2 separate regions of the Mus musculus genome follow, and region 1 is linked to region 2. A link is a contact called in public Hi-C data. All regions are on one chromosome and are shown on one strand. Each heading gives the region's core, a stretch centred on a gene start, on an enhancer-like site or on the middle of the called end of the contact. The rest is flanking DNA. Distances are from core to core; before and after follow the strand shown. Region 1 has its middle 110 kb from the start of Gm40948. Region 2 has its middle 40 kb from the start of Gadd45g.

Region 1 (5,090 bases), core at 2,185-4,684, 84 kb before region 2:
GCTGTAAGCATATCCGAAGCCGCTGACGTCATCCACCCCTAGAACTGTTTCCCAAACTGAAGCCAAGGCCTTATTAAACACCGGCTCCCCTCCCCCACACGCCCTGTAAATCACTCTCCTTTCTGTCTATGAATTTACCTACTTTTAAAACTTCGTGGAACGGAGCCAGATGGAATTAATTCTCTTCTGGTCTTTTCTTGGGAGAAAGGTCCTTTTTTAAGACGATCCGGTCAAATCGGTGCAGTTATTTTACTTGATTTTCTGTATTTTTCTCCATTTACATATGGTAAAGGCAATAACTCCAGCTCTTTGAGTTGTAAAGTCTATTGTAAAATAGGATGAAGTCCCACTACAGTTAGTTCTTAGAAAGATTTTATGCCCAGTCCCCCCGCCCCACAACAACTCCCCAGAGCTACACCTTCACATCCACACCCTCAATGCAACTATTCCATCCGCCGAGTCACTCTTCTGAGAATGGCTGCTGCTGACCTACCGCGGCTCAGGGCTAAGATTTTCCTACTTTATGACCACGATGGAATTCGGTGGAAACTGCACTTGGTATTTGGAATTTGGATCTTTTCTCTCACTAGCCACGTGCTGTGTGATTTGGGGGGTTGATATGCCAGGCTGTGGTGTCAATGGTATCTTCCAAAGATACCATAGCTGCCCCAAGAACAGGTAAGGTTCCCCCACAGCATCCCACATTCACCAAGTTATGTGAGATATTTGGCACTCCGTTGTAAGCAGGCTTTGTTTGCCGCAGCTTGGCTGGACAGGGCGGGGGGGGGGGGGGTGGGGGGGGGGCTGACAGAAGTGTTCTCAGCATGTGGAGGGAATGAGGTAAAAGCTCCAGTTTCTGGCAAGTGACTAATTCTCTGCACATTCTCCATTCCTGATGCATTCAGTGGTGTGAGGACAGCTAGCTGCACTTGGAGCCATGTAGTCTTTGAGACTGGCTGCTCCTCCAGGTCACTTGTATGTCAGTAGCTAGTTCTTCCTATCCTTGCTTGGTAACAGCCCTTGTTCTTGCACGGAGTCTGCCCTGTTCTCTCTGTCCATCCGGGCCCCACCTGCGTTCTCAAGGGCCTTTCCTGTAGGCTGTGTGCCAAAGCTCCCTTTCCTTTTGTGGATGATTCTAAGTGTATGTTTCTAAAGCATCCAGGATTCACTCACTCCCATACAGTGGACCCTGGGGTGGAGGACAGGATGCTTGTAAGGGAAAAGTGACTCCTCACAGGTCCTCGGTGGCAGGAGGCCATGCCATGAAGAACCCCACTGGAGGCCCCAGGGAAAGGTCAGGAGGTAGGAGTGAGGCAAACAGCATGGAGATTCTTGATTGTGGCCTCCTTGGGAAGGAACCTGTCAGACAGGGTGAACAGGCTCTTGGGCAGAGATGTCCCTGTTGTCTGCTACCTGGACCCACACAAGGAGAGCATCGCTATAGTGGCTCAGTGTGGACAAGCTTGAGACAGGAGATACTGGGGAGTGGAGGGATTGGTTGGTTGACAAGAGGCCTTTTCCTAGCTAGGGCTATGTGTCTCTGCAGGATCAGCGAGGCCTCACACCGCAAAGTCTTGGAGGATAGGAAACATAGTTGACACACACATGTACACGGCATTTCTTTATCTATCCGTGATGAGAGCATATCCATCCATTGATATGCTCCGTTTGTATCTGCCTCTCGGCTGCTGCTGGTGGGAACAGGCAGGCAGACATCAGCTCCAGTTCTGGGCAGCCTTCCTATTTCTAGATGTTTGTATTTGTGTCAGAAAGAGGGAGGGTGTGTGCTTGTGCAAGTGCACAAGCGTGGGGAGCCCTGAAGGGACCCTCTCATGTCCTCATCACTTTTTCTTGGAGTCAAGGTCTCTCACTGGCTCAGAACTGACCAAATAGTCCAGCCTGGCTGACCTGAGAAATCCAGGGAGCCTCCCACCTGTCTCTGTCTCCCCAACACTGGAATAACAGCTGCACACCAGCACACCTGGCTTTTTGATAAAAAGGGGTTTGGGGACTGCACACAGGTCCTCAAGCACTTTACCATCAGTCTTAAGGTTTCTATTCCTGCACAAACATCTTGACCAGGAAGCAAGTTGGGGAGGAAAGGGTTTATTCAGCTTACACTTCCACATTGCTGTTCATCACCAAAGGAAGTCAGGACAGGAACTCAAGCAGGTCAGGAAGCAGGAGCTGATGCAGAGGCCATGGAGGGATGTTCCTTACTGGCTTGCTTCCCCTGGCTTGCTCAGCTTGCTTTCTTATAAAACCCAGGACTACCAGCCCAGAGATGGCACCACCCACAGTGCCCTCCCACGCTTGATCACTAATTGAGAAAGGCCTTACAGCTGGATCTCATGGAGGCATTTCCTCAAGGGAGGCTCCTTTCTCTTGTGATAACTCCAGCCTGTGTCAAGTTGACACACAGAACCAGCCAGAACACCATCTGAGCTGTCTCCACTGCCCCAGCATTCACTTTGTAAAGGTTTGGGGTTGTTTGTTGGTTTTAAGAAATCGGGAAGATAGCTGGGCAATGGTGGCACAGGCCTTTAATCCCAGCACTCATAAGGCAACGGTAGGTGGATCTCCATGTCCAAGGACAACCTGGGCTATATATCACGTTCCATGACAGTCAGGGCTACGAAGAGAAACTATCAATAAAAACAAAACAAAATGGGGAAAATCCCTCCATGTCCACCCCAAAAGCTGAATCATGAAATGGATTCACCCATACGAGTGCTTCACTCTGGCACCTTTTCTTCTACCATCACTGACCAGAGCAGTCAGAAAGCCTGTTTCTAGGTCAATAGCAGTACCTGGACACCTGCTCCCTACAGCAGCAAACAACCCCAGTCTAGCTTCATGGGAAGGGACAGTGCACCACCATCACTTCCACCACCCCCAGGAAGCAGGAGCCCTCAGCACCCTCTGCCAACACATACAATAATTAATTCACAAGCCCCTCAGGTTCCCACCCCTCTCTCCCCAAACCCCAGCTCACACACACACACACACACACACACACACACACACACACACACAATGACTCCCGGGTTGCAGAACCCTTCTCCGAGACCTGTGTCTGTGTCTCAGTTGCCTTCCTTCCCTAGACCCTTGAAGCCATCAGTATTGTTGCATCGTCAGAAGTCAGGGGAGCAAAACCAGGAGCAATCCACAGTTCTTCCAAGAAAAGGACACCCCCTCACCACTCCCCACCCCCGTCTCTACCAGAACCTGGTATTTTAGACTTTGCATTACAGTCTATCTCGAATTATTGGAGGGAAAAAGAGCCGGCGCACATAACGACGCAGTTGATAACCATCTTCAAGACCTGGAGGGGAAAGCCGCAGGTGACTCATTGCTGGCCCACTGACACACAGCTGTGGCCTGCCTAGCACTACTGGGAGGTGGAGGTCAGCAGGAAGCTCGCTTGCCCTCCTCCCTCTACACCTCAGTCAGCCTGAGTCATGACTCATGGGAACCTCCCACGTGGCTCTGAGAAGAGGAAAGGATGTGAGGCCACTTTGGAGATGGTAGAGGAGAAAGAGAGGAAAAAAGTAAGCAGCCAGTGCCCTGCCAGGAAACCAAGCAAAGAGTCGCAACCTCATGGTGGCGCTAGACCAGAAGCCCCTGGCTCCGCTGGGGGCCCTCGTTGCTCCTACCTTGCCCTTTCTTCCATTAGACTGATTTGCATTCTGTCGTCTCTCTTCTAGTACCTGCCACCCACACAGCTACACACACACACACACACACACACACACACACACACACACACCATGCACCCATGTACCTGTGCAAGTTAGGGCAGCACCTACCAGAGAACAGCACCCGCATGGACTGGCTGACTATTCACATAGCACCCACTCCGGAGGCCTCGGTGAGGAGGAGCCCCTGGGTGGGTACAGAGAGGCTTAAATGTGGCAGACGCTGGAATACCATCAGCTTGTCTTGAACAGACTCCTAAACCAACAAAGCAGGGGTGGGGATCCTGTGGACGTGAACAGCCGGTATGAGGAAGAAGGAATCAGAGGCAGGGAGGGGATGCGGGACCTCTAGGGAGGAAAGAAGCCAAGTGTGGAGAATCTTAAACAGAGAGGAGAGCAGGGGAGGACCAGAACCAGGAACGTAGTTCTGACTGTTCAGCACTGCTTGGATTTCTGCACCTGTCTTGCGTTAAGTGAGAGGACCTACACAAGGTGGTCCTCGAGACACAGTTGAGGACCCAGAGGCTGTAGGTCAACCAGGGACTGCTGCAAAATACAGGCAGGCTACAGAAAAGTCACAGAAGATGGGGAGACAGGCCACTCTCCACAGACTGCCTGAGCTGAAAACATGGATGTCTGCCTTACTTAGACGTTAATGAGATATCTGGAGAGGGTACCCAACAGCCAATAGAAGCGTCATAGCCATTCATCAGACCGGACACCACACTCCCAAAACACTTTGTGTCTGGCTGGTGCTCCCTAAGAGTTGAACCCTCAGAGGAGCAAAGCAGTCTGGAAGAATCCATGCACAACAACTTCTGGGGCTCCGAGGAGAAGCAGCCAGTGTGGTCTGGATGTGCGACAACAGCTCAGCTCTTAGCAAAGTCCCAGAGGCGAGGGGAGAAGGACTTTCTGACTCACAGAACCACCCCAGGAATGATGAGACCAAGGACTGGACCATTCTGAGGTCCTTGCTGCTCACAAACCCATAGTCACACGGCTGCATGCTGGACATTCCTGGAGGAATAGTCACAGCGCTGTATGCTGACCGTGTCTGGAGGAGGCCTGACTGAAAAAAGCAGAACCTGCTCAGCAGCAAATAATAAACGCAGAGCCGGGGAGATGGTAGCAGTAAAATGGCCACGTGTAAGCATAAGGACCAGAATTTGACAGACAACCCAAGTGGAAAGGCTGGGTGTGGTGGCAGGCTCTAGGGAAATGGCAACAGTCAAATCCCTGGTGCTGGCCTTATTACTAAGTCTCGGGTCCCAGTGAGAAAGCTTGTCTCAAAACCCAGGATGGACAGCTCATGCAGAATGACCTCAGAGACTGTCCTCTGGCCTCCAAATGCACTCTCAGAAGCACGTGCACACCCACGTATGCACACTCATG
Region 2 (5,285 bases), core at 1,523-4,022:
ACAGCCAAGAGAAGTATGTCAGAGGATGAAGGACAGAACCCGTGCCATAGGAAGTTCCCATCTCACAACTACAGATCCAAATAAACACAATTCTCATAATAGACCCCAAGATACAGCTTGGAAGGCATGCATCTTCTATGCTCAAGTTGGACCATCCTGCCCGGAACTGCTCACTGCAAGAGTTATCCACTTATCATGCAAGACCCCTTCCTGCTAGAACTACAGAAGTCACCCTACAAAGTCTTTTTCTTCCTTCCTCTGCCTGGCCAGTGTAGGCAGGAACTGTCTCCCCATCTTGACTTTGAGGAGGCATCTGGTTACATTGGTCCCCATGGAATAGTCACTGTGAAGGTTTGGCCACACCACAGTCTCAGTCTGCCAAAGAACCTGTGGGAGTGGATATTGCCAGGGACCAATTCCTAGGAGCCAGCAACGCAAGGAAAAGAAGGGCAGATATACCAGCTGCCCTCTGGTGAGTTTCCAGAAACCCAGCCTGGAAGGACAAAGCTGAGATCTTCCCTGATCCCCCTCCCTTCTCTTCCCTGTTCCCTCCTTGACTTGGACTCCCTGGGGACCTCTTGCATGACATAACTGCCGGGCAGCAGCCTAGAGAAGCATTTTCTGAAGGCAAAGCATGGCTGACGTAGGTTCCTGTCCCCTCCTGGTCACTGTCTCCAGCTTCTCCCACCCCACAACCAGCCTTTAGAATGGTGGAGGGAGCCAGACAGCCAATAAGTCTTGGGCAGTGTGATCATGTTCCTTGGTCAGTGTTCCCTGTAGTGACTAAAATGAGACAGTAAGGCCAACCCACCCCTGGCTCACAGACAGGTCCAGACCTAGTTTCACTGTGTCCCCGACTGGGGACCACCGTAAACTCAAACTGTCACAGTCCAGACTCCTACAACCCTCCCCTGAGGTCTCTTGGTTCCTTCACATCTGGGCACATAGTCCCATAGATGCTTGCCTTGCTTGATCTTCTGAAGATGGAACTGGGATGCTGGGTCACACAGAGCTCTGAGTCCAGCACCTTCTTTTTTTCTTTGGAGAATCCCAAAGCACACCCGCTCCATTCTTCCTCGGCAGTAATGAGCCTTGGCTCTTCTCTCATCAGACAGGGGTGCTAGGCTCCTAAGCAGAGAGGGTGTACAGACACTTCCTGATCTAGCCCAGGGCTGAGCATGCAGCTCTGAGAGCACATGGAACAGGAGGTTGCTACAGAGATCACAGTCCTGCCTGGCCACGGTATTTGACAATAAGACTAGGCCCGGGTGGGTATAGCAAGCTTAATGGGAGTGATGTTCTCTGTGGTTCGATGCCCAAAACAACATATTGGGAATTCAGCACTAGATGTGGATCTTTCCACCTTCTGCCGTGGGATGGCACAGCATGAAGATCCTCCTGGCCAGATAAGTATTTTGAGCTCCCCCGAACCTAGAACAGTAAGACCTAATTCTCTATTCTTTATAAACTACCCTGGATATTCTGTTACAAATGGACTAAGAATAGCGGTGCTTTGCTGAGTCTAAAGGAAGTGGGCTCTTTTTCTCTGCATCCTCTTCCCGAATAACACCACTCACATCTCTTTCTTCTGTTCTATAAGAGCTACAGTCCAGACATCTGTACCCTACAGTCAGACGCCTCAGCCTGCCCAGTGGGCAGGATTTTAATAAAAGAAACTATCACTCATGTGAGCCACAGAGAGTTGTGTACCAACCAGAGGCTAATCTTTTCTGTGTCTTGAGCTTGTGCAAGTCAGAGAGGAAACAGAACCCCATCTCACAACTTGAAGACAGTCATAGCATTGAAGGTATCCCTGCCTAAGCTGAAGAGTCTTCTGCTCCTGTTTACCTTGGTTTTATGACTCCAGGTCTAGGAAGGGAAGGAGAGGAGGAAACCCGAGGCAATACAACCTCTTCACCACAGACACAACCACAGCCTCCACCATCCAAGGTCCGAGCAAAACAAGTCTCCCCCACCAGGCCGTGCTCCTCAGCCAAGCATTCTCATGTCTGGGAAAGGAATTCGTCTTTCGCAGAAGACATTAGCAAACACAGCCATAAACTTGGAATCCGCAGTCTGACATGTCAGAGGCTCAGAAGAAAGCTTTAACTCCTGAAAGCCGCTCTACCACGTCATCTCTTGAACATCCAGAGTTGAAATGTGGCCGGCGATGGCTGGGTGCCCATCCCATTATGTGCAGACTTAAGCATCTGTGGCATGGTGTTTTCTCAGTCAAACCTTTAAATCAAACTCAGTACACCGGATAGAAAGGCATCCAAGCTATCTCTTGGGGCTGAAAATAGATGCCCAGCACACTTTTGAATTCCATCTATAAAGGGTTTGGGGATAACTTCTCAAGAGCCTGCTAATCTGTTGATCACATCTGAACATTTGTAGCTGCTAACTCTCCTTAAGGCAATCTGAATGGGGATTCAGCAGACTGACCCGCGGCTAAGGCTAAAAATTAAGTACATGTGCAGTTTTGAGCTTCTCCATGTCTCAATTTTATTCGTGTATTTACCTACAAGTGCTGAGCTGATGTCGGAGTTTAATCTCAGCTCTTTCTTCTGTTATAAGAAAAACTTCACAACTTCCTGTTGGCCCGTGACCGTGTATTTATATCTCATGCATATACTCCCATAAAACCCGTAGCTGGAGATGTGTCTGTCACCAGCCAGACTCTGCAAAGACAAGAGAAACTAAGCAGTGTGCCTGTCCCCAAGGTGTCCATAAACATAAGAGCCGGAGGAACTCACTTCCTGTGGAAACAACACAGGCCTCAGTGACTCAGTGTGGCAACAGCTTCTCCCTCTCCTAGCTTGGGTAGGAGGGACCTACTCCACACAGCTGCTCAAAGCCTCTGGGGCTGGCAGACGTTTGGTTTGCTTTTGGTTTTTTTGTTTTGTTTATGAAACAATATTCCCAACTCATGATCCCACTGCCTCAGTTTCTTCCGTGCTGGGATTATAGGTGGGTGCCATAGCTGGCTTTCAATCTCTCTTCACTAGACCCACAGATATAGGGAGGAGAAAACATGAAAGGAGACAGAGAACCAGGGTTTGGGGACCGACTACTCCCACCCACAACCCATATGCAGAGCCACACCGACTGGCAGCCGCAAGGATGCCACTGTGCAGATAAGCCGAGGCCCACAAAGGAAAAGGCAAAGAAAGAACATGAAACTCAACACCATGTGTGAACACCCTCCCACTGGGTGTGAACACACCACTCACTCCACATAGGAACTCGGCACTCATGCCATGTGTGTGAGCGCACACTCCTACCACCTGTATACACACTCTCGCTATGAATGAACTCTCACCACATGTGAACTGGTCAAACACACACATACATCAAGTATGAACATGCGGCTCATGCCACATGTGTATTACACGTGAATGCACACACTCCCACCGCATAAGAACTTGAAAATTTGTACTGCATGTGAGCACACACTCACCACATATGAATACTTCCCACATGTGACCAAACGCTCCCACTGCTCCGGGGCACACACTCACAGTACACGAGCAAACACCAGTCCCAGGAGTCTAATGACCCTAGTGTGACCATGGAATGCCTTTGTCCTCTGTGCTTCTTCAGCTGACACTGAGCTCTTCACAGCAAAGCCTTCTTGCTCCTCAGATTCACACACAAATTTAGAGTGTACATTTTAAAAAAAAAGATTTATTTATTTTATGTATGTGAGTACACTGTCGCTGTCTTCAGACACACCAGAAGAAGGGCATCAGATCCCGTTACAGATGGTTGTGAGCCACCATGTGGTTGCTGGGAATTGAACTCAGGACCTCTGGAAGAGCAGTCAGTGCTCTTAACCACTGAGCCATCTCTCCAGTCCCTGCACATTTTTTTAATCTTTCACCAACACAGCACAAATAGCAGAGCAGGTAGATAAAGTAATTTCTCCATAGACAGTGTGAGGTGGGTGTGTGTTTCTGTGTGTGTATGTGTGTGTGTGTGTGTGTGTGTGTGTGTGTGTGTGGTATGTGTATGTGTGTATGGTGTATGTGTATATATGTGTGTGTGTGTGTATATGTACATATGTATATATGTGTGTAGTGTGTGTGCATATGTGTATGGTGTATGTGTGTATACATATGTGGTGTGTGTGTGTGTGTGTATGTATGTGTTTGTGTTACTCTAATGAACCTAGTCACTCAGTAATTGAGGCCACCCAAGACAAGTGTACAGTCCCCTGCAGACCAAATGTCAATATTTAACATTGTTTTCCAGATGTCCAGACAAAGCCATAACTCCAGCCTTTCTCTTAGTCTCAGTGCTGTTCTAAGGGAAGAAGATGAGCGTGGGGCCCAGTGTGCACAGGAGACAGGTAGATGTCTGTGCTGTAGCCTGCTGTGTCAAAGACAAAATAAACCAGCCTCCGATGCTGCTACCTGAATAGTCAGTGGGCCCACTGTATCCATACAGGGTTGAAATTGAGCAAAGAAACATCATTAGGCTGGCAGGCTTCTGACTACCTGCAAAGTGTAATGGGTATTTTATTCCTTCAGTAGCACACAGGTCCAGCTAGCAGGTTCTAACAGCCTGAGAGCTAAGATTGCCTAACACAGCACCACATTCCTGTTCAGGGACAGTGGCTGGGAACGGAACCACCCTGAGCCTAGCTACTGGAAACGGAGAGCAGGAGGCATCTCAGGCAGTTTCTGGGAGCGGGAGTTTAGGTGGCTCATCTGCCCTCCCCAATGTGGGCCCCCGTGAAGGTAAACAGTCACTGAGAAGGCAGATACTGCCTACTGACCACACCCAGGTTACCTAAGTGTTCCCATAGCGGGTTAGAAAAAGAGAGGGACACAAAACAGCTAAGGACTGTAATTTTGCTGCCATCTGGGATAACGCAGTCACACAGCCTGGCTTATCTCACAGTCTTCTACGAGGAGGCCAGGCTTCAGGGAAAGTGAGTCCCTGATTTTCTCAACAGAGGGGTGCCTCACAGGGTGGGGGGGGACAGGGAAAGCTGGCAGAGGACGTGGGGAGACTTTGGAAATATCGTCTTGGAAAACAGTGGCTTGGAAATGTGACCCCACCCCAGCTGAGCTCACAGAGAAGGTGAGAGAAGTGGGAGTTGTTACCAGAGCTGTTAGGGTCAGAGCCTGGGCCCTGGCAAACATAACAAGCCAGCCTGGTCCTCAGTAGACCAATTAAACAGACAATAAGCAGGAGGGAAAAACAGAGAAAGGAGATTTATTCAATGGGACCACATGGGGAAGAACAAAGAGGTCCCATGGCCCCCTAGGTCCAGCTTC

The links. A called contact is a pair of places that touch in the nucleus more often than the background predicts.
Region 1: a contact with region 2 is called in a Hi-C map of embryonic fibroblasts, with 1.5 times the contacts expected there. The contact joins two enhancer-like sites. A contact is called at or near these places in 2 of 15 datasets of contacts at CTCF or cohesin (CD8 T cells and the NIH/3T3 cell line), 22 of 484 Hi-C or Micro-C datasets (the C2C12 cell line, CD8 T cells, the HL-1 cell line and 10 more) and 9 of 115 datasets of contacts at active chromatin or transcription factors (CD8 T cells, the NIH/3T3 cell line, a colorectal cancer cell line and 6 more).

Annotation. Positions count from the first base shown.
Region 1 is chr13:51,968,600-51,973,689 of GRCm38.p6, reverse strand. No RefSeq gene overlaps it. Among named protein-coding and RNA genes, the nearest start is that of Gm40948, 110 kb to the left of the region's middle. Within about 2 kb of position 3,434, at least 123 of the 459 cell types and tissues checked have an H3K27ac peak or open chromatin away from gene starts, as enhancers often do. A contact at or near this core is called in the C2C12 cell line, CD8 T cells, the HL-1 cell line and 8 more, where this site is marked.
Region 2 is chr13:51,883,763-51,889,047 of GRCm38.p6, reverse strand. No RefSeq gene overlaps it. Among named protein-coding and RNA genes, the nearest start is that of Gadd45g, 40 kb to the right of the region's middle. Within about 2 kb of position 2,772, at least 95 of the 459 cell types and tissues checked have an H3K27ac peak or open chromatin away from gene starts, as enhancers often do. A contact at or near this core is called in the C2C12 cell line, CD8 T cells, the HL-1 cell line and 8 more, where this site is marked.